7 separate regions of the Mus musculus genome follow, and all the other regions are linked to region 1. Evidence: chromatin contacts called from public Hi-C, HiChIP or PLAC-seq and promoter capture Hi-C data. All regions are on one chromosome and are shown on one strand. The core of a region is the stretch at or near the end of the contact, and the rest is flanking DNA. Distances in the headings are between cores, read along the strand shown. Region 1 holds the start of Ttc12 (tetratricopeptide repeat domain 12). Region 2 overlaps Nnmt (nicotinamide N-methyltransferase). Region 3 holds the start of Zbtb16 (zinc finger and BTB domain containing 16). Region 4 has its middle 23 kb from the start of Gm39336. Region 5 overlaps Zbtb16 (zinc finger and BTB domain containing 16). Region 6 has its middle 18 kb from the start of Gm38579. Region 7 has its middle 29 kb from the start of Zbtb16.

The links. Promoter capture Hi-C pulls out the DNA fragments that hold promoters and counts their contacts. A called contact is a pair of places that touch in the nucleus more often than the background predicts. HiChIP or PLAC-seq counts read pairs in DNA pulled down with a chosen protein or histone mark.
Region 2: an H3K27ac HiChIP or PLAC-seq map of embryonic stem cells shows a contact between it and region 1, with 2.6 times the contacts expected there. The contact joins the enhancer-like site here to the promoter of Ttc12 in region 1. A contact is called at or near these places in 4 of 39 promoter capture datasets (the C10 cell line, hippocampal neurons, pre-B cells and 1 more) and 1 of 115 datasets of contacts at active chromatin or transcription factors (embryonic stem cells).
Region 3: a promoter capture Hi-C map of stem cell-derived epiblast-like cells shows a contact between it and region 1, with 6 times the contacts expected there. The contact joins the promoter of Zbtb16 here to the promoter of Ttc12 in region 1. A contact is called at or near these places in 18 of 39 promoter capture datasets (the 3T3-L1 cell line, 3T3-L1-derived adipocytes, the C10 cell line and 11 more), 4 of 484 Hi-C or Micro-C datasets (all in embryonic stem cells) and 6 of 115 datasets of contacts at active chromatin or transcription factors (T-cell acute lymphoblastic leukemia, bone marrow-derived macrophages, embryonic stem cells and 1 more).
Region 4: a contact with region 1 is called in a promoter capture Hi-C map of the HPC-7 cell line, with 8 times the contacts expected there. The contact joins the enhancer-like site here to the promoter of Ttc12 in region 1. A contact is called at or near these places in 11 of 39 promoter capture datasets (the 3T3-L1 cell line, 3T3-L1-derived adipocytes, the HPC-7 cell line and 6 more), 2 of 15 datasets of contacts at CTCF or cohesin (embryonic stem cells and stem cell-derived epiblast-like cells), 53 of 484 Hi-C or Micro-C datasets (the AML12 cell line, CD8 T cells, the G1E-ER4 cell line and 33 more), 8 of 115 datasets of contacts at active chromatin or transcription factors (acute myeloid leukemia, astrocytes, bone marrow-derived dendritic cells and 4 more) and 2 of 9 other capture datasets (adipose tissue and embryonic stem cells).
Region 5: a promoter capture Hi-C map of the C10 cell line shows a contact between it and region 1, with 5 times the contacts expected there. The contact joins the enhancer-like site here to the promoter of Ttc12 in region 1. A contact is called at or near these places in 4 of 39 promoter capture datasets (the 3T3-L1 cell line, the C10 cell line, frontonasal cranial neural crest and 1 more) and 1 of 115 datasets of contacts at active chromatin or transcription factors (acute myeloid leukemia).
Region 6: a promoter capture Hi-C map of hippocampal neurons shows a contact between it and region 1, with 6 times the contacts expected there. The contact joins the enhancer-like site here to the promoter of Ttc12 in region 1. A contact is called at or near these places in 4 of 39 promoter capture datasets (embryonic stem cells, hippocampal neurons and neutrophils) and 4 of 115 datasets of contacts at active chromatin or transcription factors (T-cell acute lymphoblastic leukemia, embryonic basal ganglia, embryonic stem cells and 1 more).
Region 7: a Hi-C map of the N1E-115 cell line shows a contact between it and region 1, with 5 times the contacts expected there. The contact joins the enhancer-like site here to the promoter of Ttc12 in region 1. A contact is called at or near these places in 7 of 39 promoter capture datasets (the 3T3-L1 cell line, the HPC-7 cell line, HPC-7-derived erythroid cells and 3 more), 1 of 15 datasets of contacts at CTCF or cohesin (embryonic stem cells), 7 of 484 Hi-C or Micro-C datasets (the N1E-115 cell line, embryonic stem cells, epidermal suprabasal cells and 2 more), 3 of 115 datasets of contacts at active chromatin or transcription factors (astrocytes and embryonic stem cells) and 1 of 9 other capture datasets (embryonic stem cells).

Annotation. Positions count from the first base shown.
Region 1 is chr9:49,484,499-49,487,903 of GRCm38.p6, reverse strand. Ttc12 (tetratricopeptide repeat domain 12) reads left to right here and starts at 1,679. Exons shown (of 22, transcript NM_172770.3): 1 at 1,679-1,758; 2 at 3,162-3,234. The coding sequence starts at 3,177.
Region 2 is chr9:48,595,472-48,598,669 of GRCm38.p6, reverse strand. The region is part of intron 2 of Nnmt (nicotinamide N-methyltransferase); the gene reads left to right. Among named protein-coding and RNA genes, the nearest start is that of Nnmt, 8.1 kb to the left of the region's middle. Within about 2 kb of position 1,604, at least 20 of the 459 cell types and tissues checked have an H3K27ac peak or open chromatin away from gene starts, as enhancers often do. A contact at or near this core is called in embryonic stem cells, where this site is marked.
Region 3 is chr9:48,834,440-48,837,493 of GRCm38.p6, reverse strand. It overlaps Zbtb16 (zinc finger and BTB domain containing 16), which reads left to right and starts at 1,269. Exons shown (of 7, transcript NM_001364543.1): 1 at 1,269-1,440.
Region 4 is chr9:50,323,060-50,326,547 of GRCm38.p6, reverse strand. No RefSeq gene overlaps it. Among named protein-coding and RNA genes, the nearest start is that of Gm39336, 23 kb to the right of the region's middle. Within about 2 kb of position 1,632, at least 28 of the 459 cell types and tissues checked have an H3K27ac peak or open chromatin away from gene starts, as enhancers often do. A contact at or near this core is called in CD8 T cells, the HPC-7 cell line, LSK cells and 1 more, where this site is marked.
Region 5 is chr9:48,693,252-48,696,269 of GRCm38.p6, reverse strand. All of the region lies in intron 4 of Zbtb16 (zinc finger and BTB domain containing 16), which reads left to right. Among named protein-coding and RNA genes, the nearest start is that of Gm32280, 25 kb to the right of the region's middle. Within about 2 kb of position 1,524, at least 29 of the 459 cell types and tissues checked have an H3K27ac peak or open chromatin away from gene starts, as enhancers often do.
Region 6 is chr9:50,372,798-50,376,158 of GRCm38.p6, reverse strand. No RefSeq gene overlaps it. Among named protein-coding and RNA genes, the nearest start is that of Gm38579, 18 kb to the left of the region's middle. Within about 2 kb of position 1,313, at least 23 of the 459 cell types and tissues checked have an H3K27ac peak or open chromatin away from gene starts, as enhancers often do. A contact at or near this core is called in hippocampal neurons, where this site is marked.
Region 7 is chr9:48,863,640-48,866,698 of GRCm38.p6, reverse strand. No RefSeq gene overlaps it. Among named protein-coding and RNA genes, the nearest start is that of Zbtb16, 29 kb to the right of the region's middle. Within about 2 kb of position 1,263, at least 2 of the 459 cell types and tissues checked have an H3K27ac peak or open chromatin away from gene starts, as enhancers often do. A contact at or near this core is called in the N1E-115 cell line, where this site is marked.

The sequences.
Region 1 (3,405 bases), core at 430-2,929:
TGCTGGAGGGAGGACACACAGACATTGACCCTTAAAATCTAACAACAGTCATCCTGATCCGCATAGATTCGCCCACAGCACCCTTAGATTTTTGGCATAGCATCAAGTGAAGAACACGTGGTCAGAGTGGCTGAGCATGTTATGCCGAGGCAACAAAGCCACCCAAAATGTTGACCCCCTTATCAGCCGGGTCTACTGCTTACTCTTCTATGAATCAAAGGTAGACTGGGTTCTGTGAATGCTCACACAGGCCTCCATTGGCTAACTGCTGGGTGGGTGGGGGGGCATAGTCAATGAGTCACACTCGGGTTATTGAAGGTTCTTGTTCACAGTTGCTTATCTGTATACCACACTGGCCATATCAAGTTACCAGGGCACAAAAGTAAAATCTACATAGGCCTGGACAAAAGAGCATGAGACTCTTTGCTGCCAGGTGACTGACTTTCTGGGGTCACTTAGGACTTCTGACCAATCCGAGGTAAGTTTGGTGGCACACACCTGCCATCCCAGCACCCGAGACAATAGGATCACCTTGAGCTCGAGGACACCCTGGGCCACAAAGTGAATTTTGGGCTATGCAGGGCCACAGAAAGGTATAGCATCCAAAACACACACACACATACACACACACACACACACACACACACACACACACACACACAGACCAGCTAAAGAAGCAAAGTGAAACAAAACAAAACCCTAGTAATCTATCAAGTGTAAGATTTGTCCCCGCAAAGTGGCTTGTGACTGTACCACTGTAATCTTACTCTTCAGGACAGATGGCCCTTGGAAGCCTGATGCAAACTGTCAACTCTCTTATCCTTTCTCCATCCGGAATAGCATACTTGACAGTTTCTGTAGGCACATTTGCTCATCTAAGTCCACGTGCTAGAAACAAAAAGACAAAACAAAGGCAAACCTCTGGTCCTAAGGAATGGGAACTAGTCCTATAACACATGGGCTTATGGGACTGGGGAGGGCAGAGCTGCACTCCATAGCAACAGGAATGGAAGCCGTCAGACAGAAAGAGCTTCTGAAGACGCACCAGCCAGCCAGTCTGTGGCTACTGAGCATCACTATCCAAGGCAGTCCTGGGTGCAAGTGAGTCTGTCCCTTCTTCGGCCAGTAGTTCTGGAACTCCCATCGCCTCTTCTTACCTGGGTTCTTGCCTGGCCACTGGCTAGCCTCAGGCACTTTTTTGTAGATTCTGGTTTTGACTGATCTACATTACCCACATTTTAGAGCTCAGGACTCACCACTCTTCCATTCCCTGTGATGTGCTCTCTCTACCCTAAATCCTACTGTTGTTTGTATATCACTCACTTCTGTAGCTAGATAGGATCCAGCCCCCTTAACCATAGCTTTGTCGGAAAAGTGTCGTTTTTCCATTTCATTTACGAGAAAAATTGAGAATCAAAGAGACGGTACTGCCTTGGAGGCCATACATTGGTCATTAAAAACAAACCTGGACTCACACCGAAGTACGCTGGATGGAGCCTTTACATTATGGGACTAAAGATATGAAACCAACTGGGAGAACCCTCGCGGCTCCAGAGTGGAAGGGCTTTCACTGACGTTGCTTTAGCGACCAGCCGGCACCAACTTGCTTCTGGGTGGGACATCCCAGCTTCAAACGGGGCAGCGCGTTCTTTGGGTCACGAGAGGCCCCGCCCTCTCCAAGGCCCCGCCTCTCCCCAGCGAAAGCCAGTCACAGCCTGTCCTCAGCTTCCACTTCCCGTCCGATCCTGGGCACTAAAGGTCAGTCTAGCCGGGTGGCCGTGGGGAATCTATCTTGGAACTGTTCCTGGCCTGGGCTTAGAGTTGACAGAGGCCACTGACTCGGGCCCTGAGTTTGATCCAGTACCAGCTGCAGGCTGAGACCAACCCTGGAAGCACAGGGCCAGGACGCTGGGGAGCGGTTGCCTGGCAACAGTACAGCTGTCCCCGCCCTCCCTCCATGGAGTTGTGTAGTACCGAAGGGTGGGGCTCGGGTGTGGGTCCTCCACCCCACCGCCGCTCTGCTCCTTTCCAGGGAGCCTTGGCTCTGCGTTCCTGCTGACCCTTCTGGCTTGGGTGTACTGTTCCAGAAAGACTGGCTTTCTCCGTCCATGAAGCGCCTGGTTCAGGCCAGCCTGTAGCTCTGCACGAGTTAATTCCCTCCTCCACCCCCCACCTCACCCCCACCCCCACCCCCGATGTGAATCTCATTCCTAGGGAGTGTTAGCTGTTTGAGCCATATGCCAAGGCTGTTTTCTAGATAAAAGAAGCCTGACTAATCACGCATCCACGTTCAGGGTGCTACAGTCAGACCCGTGGTGTCCTCTGGGTTCGCATTATGATTTCCATAACGTAGACGGAGAAACTGGGACTCACGGGCTAATTGTGCATGTCAAAGTTTTAGTTCGCAGTTGTCTGACTGCACTACCAAGCCGCCTGTCTGCAAGCTGGAACCACAGTATAGTGTATTTAAAATATGCATACCTAGGGGGCGCTCCCAAACGAGCTGCGGCTCGCTGTGGGCCAAGGCTGGGGAAGTTTATCCTTCTGGTGATCTTTAGGTTGTGTGGATACGCCTTTGGGTACCTCCGAGGTTATCATGTAGTCTTCACATTCAAAATCAAGTGTAATAAAGCTAATGTACTTGGTAGAGTACTGAAAAGCAGACGCTGGTGCACTGTGGCACCTCCTCTTCATCCTCAGAAACAGGGCGGAGGCAACGGTTTTAATGGAGTGTGGACATGTTCATGAAGGTAGTCTTCTCCCTACTTATCCTGTGCTTTGCCTGGCCCAAGCTTCCGACTAGGCACACCTGTCATGGCCAAAGTTGGAAGACCACACTCGTCCCCCAGCCCTGGCAATAAGTCGGCTCCTCTCCCAGCTTCCTTTGCCATCAGGTCCCTAAATCACAGTGGTTGGTGGTTAGCTTTGGAGGAATTATTGTAGAGCATTTCCCCCCAGCAGAGGCAGGGCTGGCAGCTCTCCGGAAGTGTGGCCACAAATAATAACTGTCCCTTGGCCTTAAACAGCAGTCAGAGGGAAATGGCTCACCCTGCTGTTATTCACGACATTTACAAACACTTAGTCTTAGACAGATAATAAGCCCGATGGTTCTGTTTAGTGTTTTATATTATTAATTTCATAATTTATACTGCCTCCCTTAGAGATTTGTGTCTGCGATGGCTGATGATCAAGAGAGAGACTTGCAGAGATTTCTGGAAAATGTGGATGAAATAAGTAAGTCGCATTAAGTCACAGGCTGAGTTCTGCCTTGGAGCGGTGAAGTGGGTGAAGAAAAACGAAGTTAGCTCCCTGGCTTGTTTGACAGGTTTATGACTCTCAAGGAAAAAAAATGTAATTGAAATTAAACAGAAGGCTATTGAGGTCTCAGTTACAGCCTTGGGGCAG
Region 2 (3,198 bases), core at 355-2,854, 890 kb after region 1:
TTGAGTGTCACCCTTTACATGTCCTAGGAGAGAAAGCAAAAATCCCAGTTTTGGAGACTTGTCTCTTAGTGTAGCCCTGATAACCTAGAACTTGCTTTGTAGACTGGGCTGGCCTTAACCTCACAGAACTCTGCCTGCCTCTGCTCTGCCTCTGCCTCTGCCTCCTCTGCCTCTGCCTCTGCCTCTGCCTCTGCCTCTGCCTCTGCCTCTGCCTCTCTGCCTCTGCCTCTGCCTCTGCCTCTGCCTCTGCCTCTGCCTCTGCCTCTGCCTCTGCCTCTGCCTCTGCCTCTGCCTCCTGATCCTGCTGAGATCAAAGGTGGACACCACCACACCTGGCCCAGAAAGTAAAATTCTAAGCATATTCAACAGAGCTTTCTGTTGTCTGGCGCCCAGGATTTCACTTGTCTGACTGTTCAGGCCCACCGGCACACTCTTCTCCTTATGTCTTGCACCTGGTGGTCTTTGTGCATGCTGTCTTCTCAGGCTGAACCATCTTTCTCCCCCTTGCTCCTCTCCCAGCCTCATACAACGATGTTATACGTTTTCTCCACATCTCTGCTTAACGTGGCTCTGTTTCTTTCCACTGTGCAATAGATCAAGCCAGGATCTCAACATCCTATGTTCTGTTCCTCCCTGAATTTCTCCGTTTTACTTATATTTTGACGAGTAATCCTTAGATTGTTTTCTCTCTCTTTCCCTCTGTAACCTCCAGAAAGACGGGAGCTGCTTCTCTTTTGCTCATCCCTGAGTCCCCAGTACCCATCCATCACATAACAGAGGTTTAGATGTGAGTGTAAAATAAATGAATGGATGTATCCTGTCTTTAAGACTCCACTATGTACCTTTTCCACCTGATTCGAGTGTGGGCTGTGCTGAAGGATTATGGGCAATCCTTCCCGCCTCTGATCAAGTTGGTTTGACTTCTCTTTGTTATGTAGAGATAGGGTCTTGTGTATTCCAGCTGGCCTCAAGCTCCTTATGAACTTGAGAGTGACCTTGAACTCAAGATCCTCCCGCCTTCAACTCACAAATGCTGGGATTTAGGGCATATGCCACCACACCAGGCTTCTTTAGCCTTTATTTCCTTGAGACGTTTTGATGGCTTTGTCACAGGAGGGTTTGCTGGAGTCTCTAGGGGTGGGACGTAAGGCAGAGAGTCATAATGGAAAAGTCTCCTGTGGACATTCTGACTTAACAACAACTGCCTTGCCTCTCAGGGTAGGCAGAATCTCAAGATAACCACTGGGTATAGGAAGACATCTTCACATAGGGCTCTTCCCAGGAGTCCTTACCTGTTCTTTCCTTCCCTTCTGTGTCCCTGAGGCTTGTGTACATAGTGTATTTACAGAGGAAATGGCAGTCTCTATTTGAAAGGATCGATCCTAACATGGAGAGCAGTGGCCATGCTGCAGTTAGCTTTCTGTAAACCAAGCGCCATGCTGTTCTGGTGCGTGTTTATCACCTTCTCCTTGAGCTAACTGCGAGTCTGAGTGGTAATTGCCCAGGTCTCCAGGCGAGTCCATTTCCCTGTGGGTGTGATCCGCAGTCCTCAAGGAGCCCTGAGGGGTAATCTTTACACAGCTGCCTTGGCAACTGAGTTCACCAGTGTTTGCTACGAGGCCAAGGACAAGCCGGTACCCAGGCAGTGGGAGCGCCTAACAAACTCCCCTCCTCAGGTTGGCACATTTTCTGTGAGCTTTTGAGATTTCACAGTGGGTTTCGCTGTGTGGGAACAATTTTCGTCATCATCTGACTGGCAAGTGCTAGTTCTGTGGTAATTTGCGTCTTTAAAATAGCTTACTACACAATAGAGCACAAAGGTCCACGCTGCTTCTGACGTCATTGGTTAAATACACATTCTCACGATGTCTCTGATCTACAGTGACATTTTAAAACATAAAAAAAAAAAGAAAAAAGAAAAAATACACCCAACCCCACAAACAAAAAAACAAAAATCAAAACCAAGCAAAAGCCCCAAAGCTGCCACGCTGTATTTCCTTAGCCTCTTCTGTATGCTTGTTATGTGTTCGTGCAGACAGGTAATTTCATTTTTTCTACTTTCTTCACCTATTTAAATCTGTTTCTCATAGATGTCTGTGGTTTAATCATCAGCTTTTCTTCTTAATACGTTCTGACAAATTATCTGTGTTTAGCAGGATAAGGAGGTAGCCTTGGAACAAGCCTCCCTACCTTTAGGATAACAGTTGCTCTGCTCTGTCCAATATAGCACAGGACATTTCAGCATAGGAGATTTTTAAATGAGGAAAATCCAAGACAAATTGGGACAAAGTGGTTGCCATAGGTCTGTCTTCATTCCTGATAAGGAGCAGGTAGATCCAACCAAGGGTAATTTTAAAACAGATTTTTATTATTTTAAATTATGTATATATGTGTGTGGGGGGGGGTATGTGCCAGTGGGTGCAGGGACCCATGACGTCCAGAAATGTCAGATCCTCCTGAGCTGGAGTTGCAGGAGGTTACGAGCTGCCCAGTGTGGCCACTGGGACCTGAGTTCAGTTTAAAAACTGATGGCACTACTGCTCCATGGTATGGCTAAGAAGAAGGTTTTTATTGTAGATATGAGAGAGAACAGTAAGCGACATCTAGAAGAACCCAAAGCAGAGAGAGAAAGAAGTACACTGAATATGGCCAGCACATTGGGCACAGCAAGGGCTCTCTGCAAGATAGGGGAGAATAGCAGGGGATAGAGAATAGAGAAAACACAGTCAGAGAAGCAGGGACAACACACACACACAAACACAGAGAGAGAGAGAGAGAGAGAGAGAGAGAGAGAGAGAGAGAGTCAGACAGATAGAGACATACACAGAGAAACAGACAAATAGTCACAGACAGACACACACACAAATAGACACACACAAGTACACACAGAGACAGACAGACAGAGACAGAGACAGAGACAGAGACAGAGACAGAGACAGAGAGAAAACATAGTGAGAATAGCAGGGTTATATGGAGAGTGAGTAGCTGGGGACAGAAGCCAAGCCTGTGAGCTAGAGGGAGTGTGGGGTAGGGGAAGAGGTGAGAAGGGCTAGGATACACTTTGAAATGTGTGTGACAGGTACTTGGGATCCTGAGGGAGCCTGCTGGCCAGCCTGAGCTTTGATGTGCTAACAGGCACCACAAGTAGCCATAAGTCCCACCTGCAAGAGCAGGGTGTACTCTCAACCACTGAGCCAT
Region 3 (3,054 bases), core at 20-2,519, 650 kb after region 1:
AGAACACAGCACCCCTAAACTGAAGCCTGGAACTAATACCTTAGGACTGGAGGGTGGGGCTGTGTGGGTGACTTTTCTGAGACCCCTGGGTGGCGCTCTCCACCACACCCCCAATAACACTGCGCTGGGGCTTTGGCCGGAGGCCAGTGCTCAGAAAAGAACCCTCCAACCTCAATTCCCTGCCTAGCTTCGTGTGCAAAGGAGGAGACGGTGCTTTCCGCGGGTAGAAGGAATATTTTTTTTCCTTTGGTCTTTCTACCCTACGGTTTGTCATCTCAAGTACGCCCTTTAAAATGGTCCAGCCGCTGAGGGAAGAAAGTACTCTGGAGCGGCCCAGCGCTCTTCCAAGCTTCCAGTAGCTCCTGAAGGCAGAGCTGAGTTAGGCGCAGAATCTTCAGAACTTTCCATCCAGGTTCCTGGGGCCGGGGAAGATGGGGGGGGGCGTGCGGGCGGGGAGGATGCCCGAGATTAGGAGTGAGAAAGTATTACTACTCAGGCCTTCGCATCTCAGTGTGCAACAATCTAGATAGCAAAATCGAGGTGCTGCCTCCTACCAGATTTCTACTGGCCCCTTTAGATTTATCTGGCCAAATCCGGCGAACTCCTGTGGTCAGGCATCAGAGGCCTGGTTTGGGACTTGGGAAACGACCCATTTAAAGCTAGGGTAAGGGAGGATGCGATCCGAATCCTGAGAAAAAGTGAAAAGCTAGAAGCCACACACTGAACTGGTGCAAATAATAAAAAACGGGACAAAACTGCGCTCTTGAGTACTGGAGTTGGGGGAGTTAGGGGCGCGGGATACACCGCATGCCCAGTGGAAATGAAAAAACCTGGGGCTAAAGTGGGAACCGCTTCTCCCACTCATCCTTCTGACCCCTTGGGGACTGCCAGGTCCTCTGCGGCTCCTCTTCCTTTGCAACCTTTTGCCCTCTCCACCTAGCCAACGAGCAGCAGCCGCTGCCGCCGGGGCAGCAGCTAGATGTCAGGAGAAGCCCGGAGCGCCGAGCGCTGGGAAGGGAGGGGAGCGCCCGGGAAGGGAGGGCAGGGCTGGGAGAGCGCACGGGCTCTGCCAGGGCGGGGGTGGGGCGGGGTGGGCGGGCCAGGACCGGCCAGGGGGAGGGGAGGGGGCAGCTGTGGGCAGGGAGCCGGGCTCGGCCGCCAGCACTAAAGATGGAGAGGCGCCGGGGCCTCGCAGGGGAGGGGGCTCGGCGTTGACGTGGGACGCGGCGGAGGCGCCGCAGCCGGTGGTGATTTGCTAACCTAGCGGCAGAGAGGAGTTAAGGGTGACGAGAGCGGGTACTGCGAACTGCCGGGCGATGCCGCCGCTGCCGCCGTGAGATCCGGAGCAACAGTTCCCCAGCAACACCCCTTCCCCGATCCAGGCACACCCCTAACCCCCCAGGCACGCACACCCACCCCAAGCTCCAGGCTCCGTAAGCGGTAAGTGTATGTGTGTAGGAAACCCGGGAAGGACTCGCACCGCCCAGCGACCGCCTCCCGCCAGGGCGCCCTGGGGCGGGAGAGGTTTAGGCGGGTGGTGCTAGCTTTGGCCACTCGGCCGCTGGGCTCGTGCGGGGTTCTCTGGTTGCTGCTGCAGCAGCGATCGCCAGTGCCCGTTGGGGGTCAGCTAGAAAGCGGCGCTGAGGCTGTCAGCTTGGGCACAGCTGCCTCACCAACCTTTCTTCTCCGGGCACGGTCCGGTCCGGGTGAGAGGTGGCAGGCCGGGAGGTCTGCCAGGGCTGCGGGCGCGTGTAGTCGGGGACTGGGTGTCTTTGTACAGGCAAGGGCTGGCGGAGGAGCAGAGAGCCTGTGGGTGCTCATATGTATGCGGACCGGTGCGCTTGGCGTGAGATAGGATTGTGTCTTATTTATTTGTGTTTATTCGCTGGCGAGCTGGGGAGCTAGACCCGGAGGAAGCAAGGAGTGAACCTGGGGGTCGGGTGGGAGGGGACTGGTATCCGATCGGGTTTTGTTTTCTTTAGAGAAAACGTGGTGGGATTTTTTTCTTCTTTTTTTGATTGGACTTGATGCCCTCTTTTAAGGAGAGAGGGACGCTTCGGAGAGACTCTGGCGCTCCGAGTCCTCCTCGGCTCTCGGTGGGAACGGCCGGTGGAGCGGGAGCTCGCTGTGCGCTCCCGGCCGCGCACGGTGGGTTCCCGGCTCTGCACCTGATGCATTCGGGATGTCTTTCCCACCCTGGCGCGCTGCAAGCTTGCCCAGCCCCTCGCACGCTCCCGCACGCGCTCGAAATGCGCACGATCCTGCCAGCCTGCGGACCCCACCGGAATGCACAGGAGCGCACCGCTGCAACCAGCTCGCCTCCTCCCCGCCACGCTCCCAGCGTGTTTGACTCGGGCACGCCGGCAGCTGGTGCGGGAGGCCGGGGACCCTGCTGGTGACTTCCCGGGGATCGTGATCTTGGGTGGAAGGTGGAGGACCCAGAGATCTCTTCTCATTTGGCCTCCCACCACTCGCCTCCAGGCTTTTGTGCATCCTTTTCTCCCCTGGGGGGGTTGCGCTGCCGGGCCGGCCTAGCAGCGGCGTCCAGCCCGCTCGGACCTTCTCCTTTCCCCAGGCTCTTTCGCTTTCCCCCTTTCTTAGTTCTGTTCCCTTTCTTCCAGGCACCTGACTCCTGGGGAAAAGTTGCTTTCCCAAGTTTGCCAAAGTCCTATGCAAGTCTCGGCGGGGGTCTCTGGGAACAAGGGGTGTGTTGCACCATCGATCCTCGGAGCTCTGGCGGGTTAGCGCTGGCTTTGCCCAGAATCGGCTGATCGCTGCACCTAGGGACGGTCGGATCGCGGGTGCGGAGCCGCCGGTTAGGGATAGGGCACCTTGATTTCCCTCAAGGCCCAAAAGGTTCCTTTGAGCAGCGAACCTTCTTTATTTTGGCTTCTCCCCCTTAGTTCTCCAAATCTCTGATCTCTCTCCCGAAAGCACACCGTGCTCATGAAGCTTTTGAGGAATGGATATCTCACCGTTCTTGATGATGCCCTCCGTTTCCACTTTAGGGTGGGCAATAAGAGTGGCCAGCCACTATTGTTAACTCTTTCCGCA
Region 4 (3,488 bases), core at 383-2,882, 840 kb before region 1:
AATTTCCCCATTAATTAATTAATTTATTTATTCAATTTACATCCTAAATGTAGCCTCCCTGCCTCCCACTCTCTCCTATCCATCTCTGACAAGGGTTAGGTCCTCCTGGGTACCAAACCACCCTGACATCTCAAGTCACATTGCAGAACTAGATGTATCCTCTCCCACTGAGGCCAGCCAAGACAGTCCAGTTAGGGGAACAGGATCCACAGGCAGGCAACAGAACCCGCGAAAGCTGCAGGTTTTTTTTTTTTTTTGAAAGAAGTTTGTATTTTTTTTTTCTTTTTTCCAGAAGTTGATTTTTTTTTTTTTTTTTTTTTTGAGACAGGGTTTCTCTGTATAGCCCTGGCTGTCCTGGAACTCACTTTGTAAACCAGGCTGGCCTCTAACTCAGAAATCCACCTGCCTCTGCCTCCCAAGTGCTGGGATTAAAGGCGTGCACCACCATTGCCCAGCCAGAAGTTGAATTCTTGATTGGCAGTTGTTTGTTTTCAATACATTGGCTATTCCCTTTTGGCCTGGGTACCATTATAGCTAAGAAGTTGGTGGTCAGGTAGCTTTCTTCCCTCTTCTTTAGTTTATGTATCACAGGGATGGATATGCATGCATGCTTTTCATTATTATTGGGGAAGTTTGGACTCTTAAATGTGTCTGTTGGTGACTTTCACCAACATTCCACCACTATCATTTCAAATATTGACAATTCCTGATTTTCTCCCTCTTCTCTGTGTGAAACACTGCACTGCCTTTGAAATGCTGCACTACTGTTTTAGGGTTTTACTGCTATGAACAGATACCATGACCAAAGCAACTCTTATAAGGACAACATTTAGTTGGGATTGGCTTACAGGTTCAGAGGTTCAGTCCATTATCATCAAGGTGGGAACATGGCAGCAACCAGGCAGGCATGGTGCAGGAGGAGCTGAGAGTTCTACATCTTCATCTGAAGGCTGTTATGAGAAGACTGGCTTCCAGGCAGCTCAGATGAGTCTTAAAGCCCACACCCACAGTGACACACCTACTCCAGGGCCACACCTTCTAATAGTGACACTCCTTAGGCCAAGCACATACAAACCATAAGGGCTTACTTTCTAACCCATGTCTTCTCTCACTTGTCCCCCGTAGCTCAGCTTGTCAGTGGCTAGAACCATCCACTGTTGTTTATTTCAAGATGTTTCCAGGCATTGTTACCAAAAGAGGGTGCTGAAATATTTTATAACTGGAATAGTTTATAATTTTGTTGTAGAGATTTAATGCACATATTCTTTTAAAAGGTCATTTTTATACAATACAATAAGGGCAGCTGAACTTTTTATGTGTGTTGATGGAAACCAGAGCTTTGGACATGCTAGGCAGGTGTTCTCCATTGAGCCTCATCATTGATTTTTTTTTAAAAGAAAATATTTATTTTTATTTTGTGTGTGTGTGACTATTTTCCTGCATGTATACATGTGTGATTGGTGCCCAGGGAGGACAGAAGGGGGCAATGGATCTCCTGGAACTAGAGTTACAGGTGGCGGTGAATCACCGTGTGGGTGTTGTGTGTTGGATCTGGAACGCTCTGGAAGAGCTCTTAACCACAGAGCCCTATATCACTGAATATTTTTTAAAAAATGAAGTCTAACAACTGAGTGCATCTGAGGTTTGTGAATCAGTTTCTGCCTGTTAGCAGCCTCTCTGGTTTCCTGTTGTTGAGTATATGGGTGGTAGTACTCTAATAAATTATGTTTAGAGATTCTTTGAGGCATTGTGCAGGTGTGCTGTTCAAAGAAGGCTCATGTTTAGTTCGATTGCATGCCTTAGGGAATTCCTGGTCTAGAAACAGTAATTTAAATCCATGTCCTGAGGACTTTTTTTCTTTCCTTTTTTTTTTGTCCCTCACAAAGCTACAAATCTATTTGATGGCGGTTTGTGTGCTTACAGTTTCTCAGGCGTGTTTTTAGTTTCATCTTCTCCCCGTGGTTCTGACTAATAGCTCTCCTATTGGTGTCTCAGGGTGCTTGTGGTAAGAATGAGGTGGGGAGGAAGGGTTTTTTCTGAGCTCACTCTTATCTGGAAGAGGCTATTTCATACAAGAAGTATCCGTGTGAATTGAAATACTTCCTGCTCCTTCCACCCAGTTCAGTCACTGAACTGGATCTAAACTGGAGCTCGGGTTAGTAGAGACATGCCCTCAGGACAAACACTGCTTTTTGCTCAATTTCCCTGGCCAGGGAAATTCATTCTCAATTATACTTTAGTGTGGTAATTTCTTAGTATGTTGTCTGGCCTTCTTGGATTTAAAGAAAGAGTCAACAGCCATCTTTCTGGTATTTTTGGTGGTTTCTAGCAGGAGTATTGAATTAACTTATTAGATATTGTTATTGCCCAAATGGAAATGTCCATCTCTATTGATGATAAAATAACAAATAAAATCATACTTTTGACTATGATGTCCTAGTTTCATTCGGTGTTTTACCCTGACCAAAAACAATTCAAGGAGGAAAGGGTTTATATTTGGCCTACACTCTCAGGTCACAATTAATCACTGAAGGAAGTCAGGGCAGGAAGTTGGGCTAGGATCTGAAGCAGATACCATGGAGGAACACTGCTTGCTCAATAGGCCATGCTTACCTAGCTCTTTATTATTATTATTATTATTATTATTATTATTATTATTATTATTATTATTATTTTACTTTTTAATTTTTTTATTTTACTAGCCCAGGACCTCCTTCCTAAGGAAGGACACTGCCTACAGTGGGCTGGTCCCTTCTACATCAACTAATAGTTGAGACAATCCTCCTTAGACATTGATACATGCCAACTTGATCTAGGAAATTGCTTAGTTGAGGCTTCTCTCTTGGATGACTCTAAGCTGTGTCAAGTTGTTAGTTAAGGGTAACCAGGGCATATGGTATATTAGAAAGTAAATCTGACATAAGTATACTTTCTTCCACAGACAACATTGTTTTCTTCTTACTGTCCCAAATTACCACCTTATTTAGTATAAACAAGGATGTTGATTTTAAAACATTATACTTATGTTATATAGATTCTCTTTCAAGTCTTTGCTCTGACATTTAAATTTGTTTGCAATGACATTTACACCAATTGTTTAGATCTATGTAGAGGAATTTTAATCCACCAACATGGCTACGCTGGCAAGAAATCACATCCAAAGACCTTCTAGATCTGTGTGATCCAACTCGAATGACACATCTTTAATCCCTCTCACTGGAATACACACACACACTCACACACACACACACACACACACACACACACACACACACACACCCTTAGTACCTTTAATCTCAATGTAGGTAAGTTAGTTTTTGGAAACAAGCAGTCACATTTAAAAGTGACATCTCATTGAGGGTCAGAAAAAGTGAGGAATCAGAGAAAGATGACAGAATAAGTCAGAGATAGGATATACCCAATTCTCATGAGAACATCACAGGAAACAGAGAAAGAGGGAGAGAGAGAGAGAGAGAGAGAGAGAGAGA
Region 5 (3,018 bases), core at 275-2,774, 790 kb after region 1:
GAGGTTTCTGTCAGGGAGTGCTTGACAAGCTTCAGAGCGCTCAACAGATGCACGTGTGGGTTACTGATGGTTCCCCATACAGCTCTGGCTAGTAGTTTGTATTATTCTCATGGGCAGGATGGGAGTTCCAAGCTTTTTGTTCCTCCTGTTCTGTCTAGGCCATTTCAAAAGCATTTTTAGGAGAACAGGTGGGGTGGGAAAGAGAGTCCTTTAAAACTTCAAGCACCACTGTGTATGCTTTTCGCCTTGGTTGGCTAGCCGGGAAACCAGTTAGCCCGAATAAACTCAAGTGTGTGTCTCTGGCCACTAGGTAGCCCCATTCAGCAGACTGGGTTTCTCCAGGAAAGAAAAACAGAATGGTTTGTTAACTACAGAAATATCTCTCCCTTGTGCTCTCATTCTGAAAGAAGTGGATTAGTGTGGCCATATTTAACCCCTGACCCCGAGACAAAGGCATTATCAAAATTAGTTACTGAGAGAGTCCGTCTTCCCCTCTCTGCCCCCACTTCCCTGTTTGCAGGGGCTTCACTAGGAGCTCGGTAAACTTCAGAGTCTGAGCAAAGGTTTCGGAGGCCATGGTTGCCTTGGAGATATTCTAAAGCCCGGGCTGTGGAGATAGTCTAATATGGACTGAAGGATAGAGCCGGGATCTGTACTCATGTGTGGGCTCTTTCTGGCTTCAGATGTTCCATTGGATTTTAGAACCGTATTTTCCCAGTTTTTAACTATATGCTCAACTGTCACTTGAGCCTCAGATCTTGAGTTGATCTTAAGGGTGGCATCCAGTGTCTTTCTCCGTCCATCCCTCTGTCCGTCCTGGAGTCCAGTCCCTTTGGAGGTGGAGATGCAGCTAGACCTAACTGATTCTCATTCTCTTTGTTATTGAGTGTCTTCATAGCCTGGGCTAACTCAACTCTAGACTGTCTTTCTATCTGGGACAACACAATGACAATAAGCATCCCCTTGAGCTACGTCTGAGGTTAGATGACCATGGGACAGTTGTCAGGGGTTAGTGAGTATTATCTGTCATGGTCAGTATTGTCCTTGTCATCAGCATCCTAGCCACAGCTTCCTCATCACCTCCTTGGTCCCCATCCTGTCCTCCTGGGATAATCCAGGCCACACTGGGGTTTTCTGCCTGGACTTCTTGTTTCCTGACTCTGCTTTCTCCCTGCACCTTTTTTTTTCTGGCTGTTTACAGACACCCCGCCTAGCCTTCCTGGATGGAGTTTAAAGTTTGACTTTCTTTCATTCCAGGAAGTCCAACTTGCCTGGCAGGATCGGGAGGGAAAGGCACTTTCTTTATAAGCTCTCGATGAAAGCTGTAAAGCAAGCCGGTCAAGGGTCTGGCCGGCCCTGGCTCAGGATTAAGGCCAGCCCTGGAATGCTGAGGGGGCCTCTCTCAAGAAGCTAGTATCTATTTACAGTGCATGTCTCATAAACCCGAAAGCCAGGGTGAGGGCAGGGGGACTCGCCCTCCTGGCATGTGATTGATTATCTGGTATTTATGCCATTGAGGACTTGTCAGCGGTCTGGGGTCACAGGGTCATCTCGTGTGTCTTGCCGCCATCCCGCCCTCTTTTGTACAGTGTGGGCCAGGGTGCACTGGGCACAAAACAGCTTTTTCTTTTCCTTGGGAAAAGGGGGAGGGGGGACCCGGGGCAGTGTCAATGAAAAAATGTTTTCAACCTTTCTCAATAGTGCTCTTTTAATTCTAAAGAACATTTAATTAAAAGTAGCAGGAAAATTCATCTTAGAAGGTTTAACTTACCTTAACAGATACTATTGTGACCAAAAAAAAAAAAAAAAAAAAAGTAAAGAAACGAAGTAAAAGGTTTTGTATCTCCTGAGTCCTCCGAGGCCACTTTTGCTTGCCCTGTGGTAGTGTGGTCCTGACTTAGGAAGGAGAGAGAGACTGGGTTATTGCTAAGCAGGGTTACGTTGGTGTTTGTTGTCTGTACAGCTTTTTCTTGTTTAGGATGGAGGCTCCAAGCTTTGGATGGAGGCTCCGAGTTGGATATGTGAGCATAGTCCCCTAGAGGTGGCAGCCTGGCCCTGGGGTCCCCTCATGATCCCCTTTCCCAGGGCTTTTTCAGCACTCAGAGCTTGGGACACCTGGAGAAAACTACTACATCAGTGCCAGTGTTTTGCCGTTCAGGTATCTCAATCCTGGAAACCACCCTCTTGTCCGTTGTGGTAGAGGGGGCATCTCTCTAGGGAAGCTACTGCCTCTGGGACGACAGTGTGTGCTGGGGCTCAGAGGATCTCCTCTTTCTAAAATACTTGGAGAGAGCAGGGCTTGGTTTCCCACCTTTGTAGGAGGAACAAGTCCCCGCCCCAGCCCATGATCAGCAGAGAAATCTGCCTGCTCACTGACGACCTTCCGTCTGCTGAAGTTCAGGAATGGACACTATTTGTCCCTATCCCCATAGAGGATCTTCTGGAGCTGGGGCAAGCCAGAACACTAGTATGGAGTGCTGCCCCACAGTGGTCTTGCGGTCTGTGAAGGGGGTGTCAGCTTCAGAGACCCACCCAGGCTCCCGTCTGTGGGACACCCAGGGTGGGGAAGCATGACTCCCTCCTGGGACGTTCTGTCTGCCACGCTCAGTTTCCTGGATCACCCTGCAAGGCTGGGCAGGGGATTATGTGCACAGAGTTGGCTATGTGTTTGCTGTAAAGCCCCATGTCCCCATAGCACAGGGGTTTGTCTCCCTGTCCCACCCACGCACCATCCTCCACAACAAAGAGTCGTTGTCTACAGAATAGCTTTAGAAATCCCAATTCTTTTCTATTTCCTTCATTCCCATTCAAGTTAAATTAGTGAATGCTAATTTGGGTTGATGGGACACACTGGGTGGAAGCTGAGGTTCTGGCTCCTGCTCAGGGAAGGACCATCGTGGCAGCATCCTCACCAGGGTCACCCAGTGCCCGGTGCCCCATGCTCTGGGAATGCTTGGTTTGGGTTACTTTCTTAGTCTCAGATCAGCTGCGCAAGGTGAACATTGTTGTGTCTAAAAG
Region 6 (3,361 bases), core at 64-2,563, 890 kb before region 1:
TCTTGCTGGCACTTGCAAGAATCAACTTGCCATCATTTTAGCCACTGTGCTAGCTGTGAAGTGGTATCTCATTGTGGTTTGAATTTGTATCTCCCTGGTGCCCTATGATGTTGGCTACCTCTCCTTGCCATGTAAATTGTCTATTCCACTCTTTTGTAGGACACAGAAACAAAGCTTCATCTGACCAGGAAGCTCGCCCTGGCAGTTAGCTTCATAGCACTGAAAGGTCCCATGCAAGCTGCAGGGGGAGAAGAGACGTTAGTTGTCTTGTCCAGCACAGACCTGCCAAGCAAGATGTGCTGACCGGTACAAAAACCAGAGAATTTTCAGGAAGGATTTCCTGAGGGGAGAACACCCTCCCCCGGAGTGGGTGGTACCTGCCACTGGCAGCCAAGATGTAAAAAGGTCCAAAGAAACAACAGAGCTGTTTGCCTGCCTTTGCTTCCTGCTTCTGAGTGACCGGCATCTGCCTTGTTGCTGCCTCCGCTGCCAGTTTTCACTGACAGCAGAACACAGCTTCTCCAGCCTTCCAGCAGGGTGTGAAGAGCAGCAGCCCCCTAGCAATCCTGCAGGCTTTCAGCACCAGACTGGGACTGCTGAGGAGTACAGCTTCATGGATGGAGCAGCTACTGGACTCTGTTCCCAGTGTGCAGAGGGCCACTTATAGACTACTCAGTCCTTACTGTGTAAGACAATCAATGAATCCTATATTCACTCTAGAAGAATAGACAGAACTCTACTTTGTATGGTATTGTGTTTGTGGATTTTGATGGTAAGACAGTCTCAGTGGTCTATCCTTTCCTCAGGGGCAGAGGCTCTCTAATGGCCAAGGCTGAGGACATTTACCTGGGCATCCTTCAAGGCTAAAGGAGTATTTCTGTTCCATTACAGGCTGAATCATGTCACCTCTACCCCAAGTTCCTAACTCTCAGCACATCAGAATGTGATTGTATTTGGAGAATGGTCTTTTAAAGAGATAATTAAGATGAGGAACTTGAGGTGTCCTGATGCAAACTGGATGATGTCTATATAAGAAGAGATCTGAATGCAAGGAGGCATCAGGGACACACACACACACACACACACACACACACACACACACTCACACACATGCAATATGATGTCACAGTAAGAAGGTCATGACTTGGAAGCTGAGGAGAGGCCTGAGACCAAGTTTGCAACGACTTTGATCATCTTTGACTTCTAGACTCTACAACTGTGGGAAAGTGAATGTTGTTTAGACCAGCTAGTCTGTGGGGTGTTGCTATAGCAACCCTAGTGGGTGAGCATGTGTTCCCTAGCTATACAGGAGCTCTGCCTGGGGCCCCAGAGTGACAGAATGTGCCTGCTCATCCTCCTTCAGCCATTGCATTCTCTCCTTGTCCCCAATTCTATCTAAAGCAGGAAGCAGCCATGCTCTCTGTCACCAGGCCGCTTTCCGATGACTGCAGCGCCTGCAGCAGCAAACGTGGTCCCAACCCTCCCAGCCTTACCCTCTCCATCATGGCTCTCGTAATCCAGCATCATCAACCTTGCCATAGCCTACATTTCCCTACCTCCTGGGCTAGAACTTGGGAAGTAGACAGCCCATCAGGGAATGTCCAGGGTCTTCTCTCTTCACCTGCGGCTCTGCTCCTAGGCCCTTTGTACCCCAGGGAGATTCTAGTAAAACTTTGACGGTAGTAATAAAAGTCTTAACATTTGGAGGAAGGGAAGCTGTCTCCAAGACAGATTTTAGGCCCCTTTTACTCTGCGTTTGTGGCATTTTCTTGGAGACCTTCCACTCTATCTCTACTTCCCCGTGCTAATTGTTGGGATCGATGCTGTAGCAATTATACGACGCTGACTGCAGCCACCACACATCCCAGGCTTAAGTGTTGCTAAATGTCACTTTCACACTCCCCAGTGTATGGGGTGTAATTATAACTGGTTCACTAGCTTCCCAGGGAAGGAGAAGGATGCTTTTAGCTCCAAAAGGAGAATGGAAATGCATTTTTTTCCCTCTAAACTTTCAAGAACACTCATTTCTGGAGAGACCCTGGCCTGGAGAGAGAGGACATGACATAGGCTCTCTGCAAGCTCAGCACTCCTGCTGGGAACACAGTTGGGACTCACTCCTAAACATGGAGGATCACTGACTTCTCTTCTCATCCATGCTGCCGAAGCCCGAGATCAAACCCAGAGGCAAAGAGACAGAGACAACCCGGGGTCATTGTGATGGCCAATGCTACTGTGGAGCAGGGTGTTGGCAGATATTAAAGGCAGCAGGTGACGTGGGTGGAGCAGCGGGCAGCAGTAACCCAGCTTGGGGCTTGTATTTAGCCGTGTGCATTGTACGAATCACTTCACGATTTCATTTCTGCCACTTCTCAAGTGGAAATAATAAATCCTGTTTGACCTCCTTCAGTTAAATGAAATCCCACAAATATTTAGTCAGTGCCTGCTATGATTTAGTTGCTGGGGGATGTCACAGTGGTGTATAAGTTAGATCTGTCGCCTGCCCCCCTGTGAGCTTTGACTCTAAGCAGGAGTTAGCAGAGGGACAAAGCCAGCTTCTGTGCCATTTCTGCACAACCTTCAAGCTAAGGAAAGAGTTTACACTTATCAGATCAGTCACAGTTAAAAATCACAATAGAAAGGGAAAAAGAAATTACAAGTGGGGTTTCAAAGACTATACACAAAGACAATGAAAATATCCTCCTTTAAATGGTATGCTAAAATGACAGTGTTCTTGTATCTATGGGGTTAGATGAACAGGAATTAGGAGGGCAGAGGAAGATTGCCACACAAGCCCGGGGACCTGAGTCTGAGCTTTGGAACTTGTGTGTGGCTACATTGGTTTGTGTCTGTAATCCTAGTGTCCCTGTGACGAGAATGGAGAACTGGCCAGAAGCTGGCGGGTAGCTAGACTGGAGTTTGCTGTACTGCGGCAGCAACAGAGAGATAGCCTGCCTCCAACCAGGGGAAGGTAAGGTGCATCACTTAAAAAGATCCCCACATACGTACGTGCACCATGACACACGTGTACCCACATCCAAGTACAAAATAAGTAAATGAAAAACTCAACAGGGAGATTAAGTCGATTGTCCTTGTCTCTTACTTTTTAACAATGTGGCTGTGAGACAATTGGAAGTCACAGTGGTGGCTCGTGCTGGATTTCTGTTGGATAGTGATGGCTGAGGATTAGACTGAGTCTAAACTCAGATCTGCTGCTTATTGGTACACTGTCTGTGCAAGTGGCTTAACTAAGCCTCATTTTTTTTTCTAATATGGGGGCAAGGTAACAACAGCTAACCGACGGGTTCTTCTAGGGCTCGAGTGAAGCAATCTGTTGGAATCACTTTGGGACATGTGGGTTGTG
Region 7 (3,059 bases), core at 14-2,513, 620 kb after region 1:
AATTCTCAGCAGCACAGGCTCTGTGTTAAAGCCTTCGCTGGCAATTAGGTTCATTAACTATCACAATACCTTATTTATTACTCTCCGTGCCATATGGTTTCCCAGCTAAAGAATGGTGCCGGTTCTCCTCCAGACCATTTGGCATCATAAAAATGTTAACAAATAATATTATGGCTCTCGGGGGCACAAGGCCTTGCTGGGTTCTGGGTCTAAGCGGCGGGAGAGAATATGAAAACATTTTTCTTCTATGGTGAAATAAAAAACTTCCTTGAGACAGAAGTATTCGGAGAGCATCTCGCTGCATAACGTAAACCGCAGTTTTATTTACCCTCATAATGGTTATGTCGATATCTGCATCAGCTGGGTTCGCACTCATCCTCCTCCCCACTCCTTTTGGGTCGTTTTCCTTTCTAGCCTTTCCTGTTCTTGCTTCTTGACTTCCATGGTTTGAGACCAACTGCAGGCAGACCTACCACAGGCTTGTGCGGTGATCCGCCGGTGAGCCAATAGCTGCCCTGGGGTTGCTTGCAGTTAGCCGCTGTATCAGTCAGCTTTCCATCACTCTCACAGAGTACCTAAAACCATCAGCTTATAGAGAAAAGGGCAGATGAGCTCACGGCATTGGAAACTCCTGTTGCTTTTAGGGTGTGATGTGGATGTGGAACATTGTGGCAGGAGTACCTGGCAGAGCAAAATAGTCAATAAACAGAGGACAGGATGAAACAGGGGCCCGGATCTCACAACAAACCCTAAGATATGCCAGTGATGACCTGTTTTCTCCCATGAGGTCTCACTTCTCAAAAGTTTGCCCCTCCATCAAATAGCACCGTTTGGGATCAGTCCCTTAACGCATGGACCTCTGAAGCACACATACAACTCAAACTTCAGCAGCTGCTCCGCCTTAGGCATGTGCCACAACTCTGTTTCCCACTCCTTCCTCTGCTTCCCGCTGAAGATAGGGAGTGGTGCATGCGCCCTGTTGCCCCAGCTTGAGCAGGTGTGTCCAGCCACCCAGGCTGGGCAGCCTCCAGTGTGCAGGAGAGATCTCAGAGAGAAGTTATCCGAGAGCAAAGATATATCCGAGAAAAGATAGATCAGGGGTGAAGGTGGGGGTGGGGGAGATGCATCTCAAATCGCCTTCTCAGGAAAGCCACCCAGAGAGGGCAAAGCATTGTTCTCCTCTCATCCTCAGATGTGGGGGTGAGAGACGGCGTTTGTCTTAGAGCTGCTGAAAATGAACACACAGGACCAGTTCTTCAGGAGCAGCAGGTCCTGGTGCCCCACCCCGTGAGCTGCTTCTGCTATGGTTTGAACATGAACTGTTTTCTACAGGCTCCTGCACTTAAGCATCTGGTCTCACTGTTTGGAGACGGAGTGAGTCGTTGGGGGTCGGGGTGGCGCTTGAGGATTATTACATTAGCCCACTGCCAGCCCAAGCTTCTGATCCCTGACATTGGACACAGCGTAACCAGCCTCCTCCTGCTTGTACCCGTGTATGCCTTTCCTCTCATGATAAAACACACCCCAAGCAGGGATCCCAAAAAAAACCTTTTCCCCTTTAAATTGCTTCTTGTCCTGTGTTTTGCCACAACAACAACCATTGACTAATGCAGTTTCCGACACTGCCCAGCCTTCCCCTGAAGTGGAAAGCCTGCCTAGACAGAACCCCCACACAGGTTCCAGAAAGTACTTTGTGATTTTTCTTTTCTCAAATGACCTCGGGCTGGCGAGATGGCTCAGTGGTTAAGAGCGCTGACTGCTCTTCCGAAGGTCCCGAGTTCAAATCCCAGCAACCACATGGTGGCTCACAACCATCCTTAATGAGATCTGACTCCCTCTTCTGGAGTGTCTGAAGACAACTACAGTGTACTTACATATAATAAATGAATAAATCTTAAAAAAAAGACCTCTCTGGCCTGGCTGGGAAAACTCTCATTGGAAAGCAAGCTAGCGCAATGGTCAGAGCTCTGCTGTAACCCCTGAGTTGGATAGCTTGTCTCTGGCTGGGTGCTTCCATCTGCAATGTGAGGTTAATGATGATGACACCCATTGCCATAGAGTTCCAAAGATGAAATGAATTAGACTCTCTAGGGACCTGGGACAGAAGTCAACACAAAGCAAGTGCTGAACAGGGAAGAGCTGTGGTGACCAGGGAGAGCTGTGGTGGCCAACTTCTACTGGGCCGCCTCTTTCTTAGCCCTGAAGTTTCTTTCCATCTCTATTATTGAGATTTAGAAAGCCATGTGAGACCCATGTGCTAAGAGCTTGGTCCCTAGCCGTTAATGCTATTGCAACGTGCTGCCATTTTTAAGACTTTAAGATGTAGGACCCAGTGGAAGGAAGCTGGGTCATTTGGCTGTCCTTGTAAGGGACATTGAGATCCTGGCTGCATCCACTCTTTTGCTTGCAGGTTGCCATGATCCACTTACTCTGCCATGTGCTTCCGTTGTGGTGTGCTCTCTCACAACGGGCTCGGAAACACTAGGCCATCGACCATCACCTACAAAGCTGAGCTGAAGCAGACCTCTCTTCTTTTCGAGTTGAACATATCAGGTGTTTGTTGCTACAGTGAAAAGCTGACCAGCACAGTCCCTTTGGGGGCATTTAGAAGGATGGACTGATCCCAGCTCCCCAGATACACCATCCCATCCCAAGTCTGGTCCTGATGCTGGGCAACATGAGCAGGTTAGTGTCAGGTGGTATCCATTCCATTCCTGTGCCGTTTCCTCCATGTGACATGTAGCCTCTGAGCTCCCAAACTGCAGCGTGTTCCCCTGAATGTACTACCTCACCCAAATCTGTGGTGACACAGAGTGACAGAGACCTGCTGCGAATCAGCGTCAAAACATCAAACTGATGACACCTTGGAGATCATCAGAGGAGGTGTCTTGGCCATAGTCAAACATCTATTAAAAAGGTAGAAGGGAGTCCCTAGTCAGATCCCTACCCAACCCCACCCCACCCCGCACTGAGTAGAGTCAGGGGTGGAAACAGTGCTGTGGAGAGAAACTCGGTTGAATCTGGTAAATGCCAATCAAAGCAAAGCTCAGAAAGGCTCA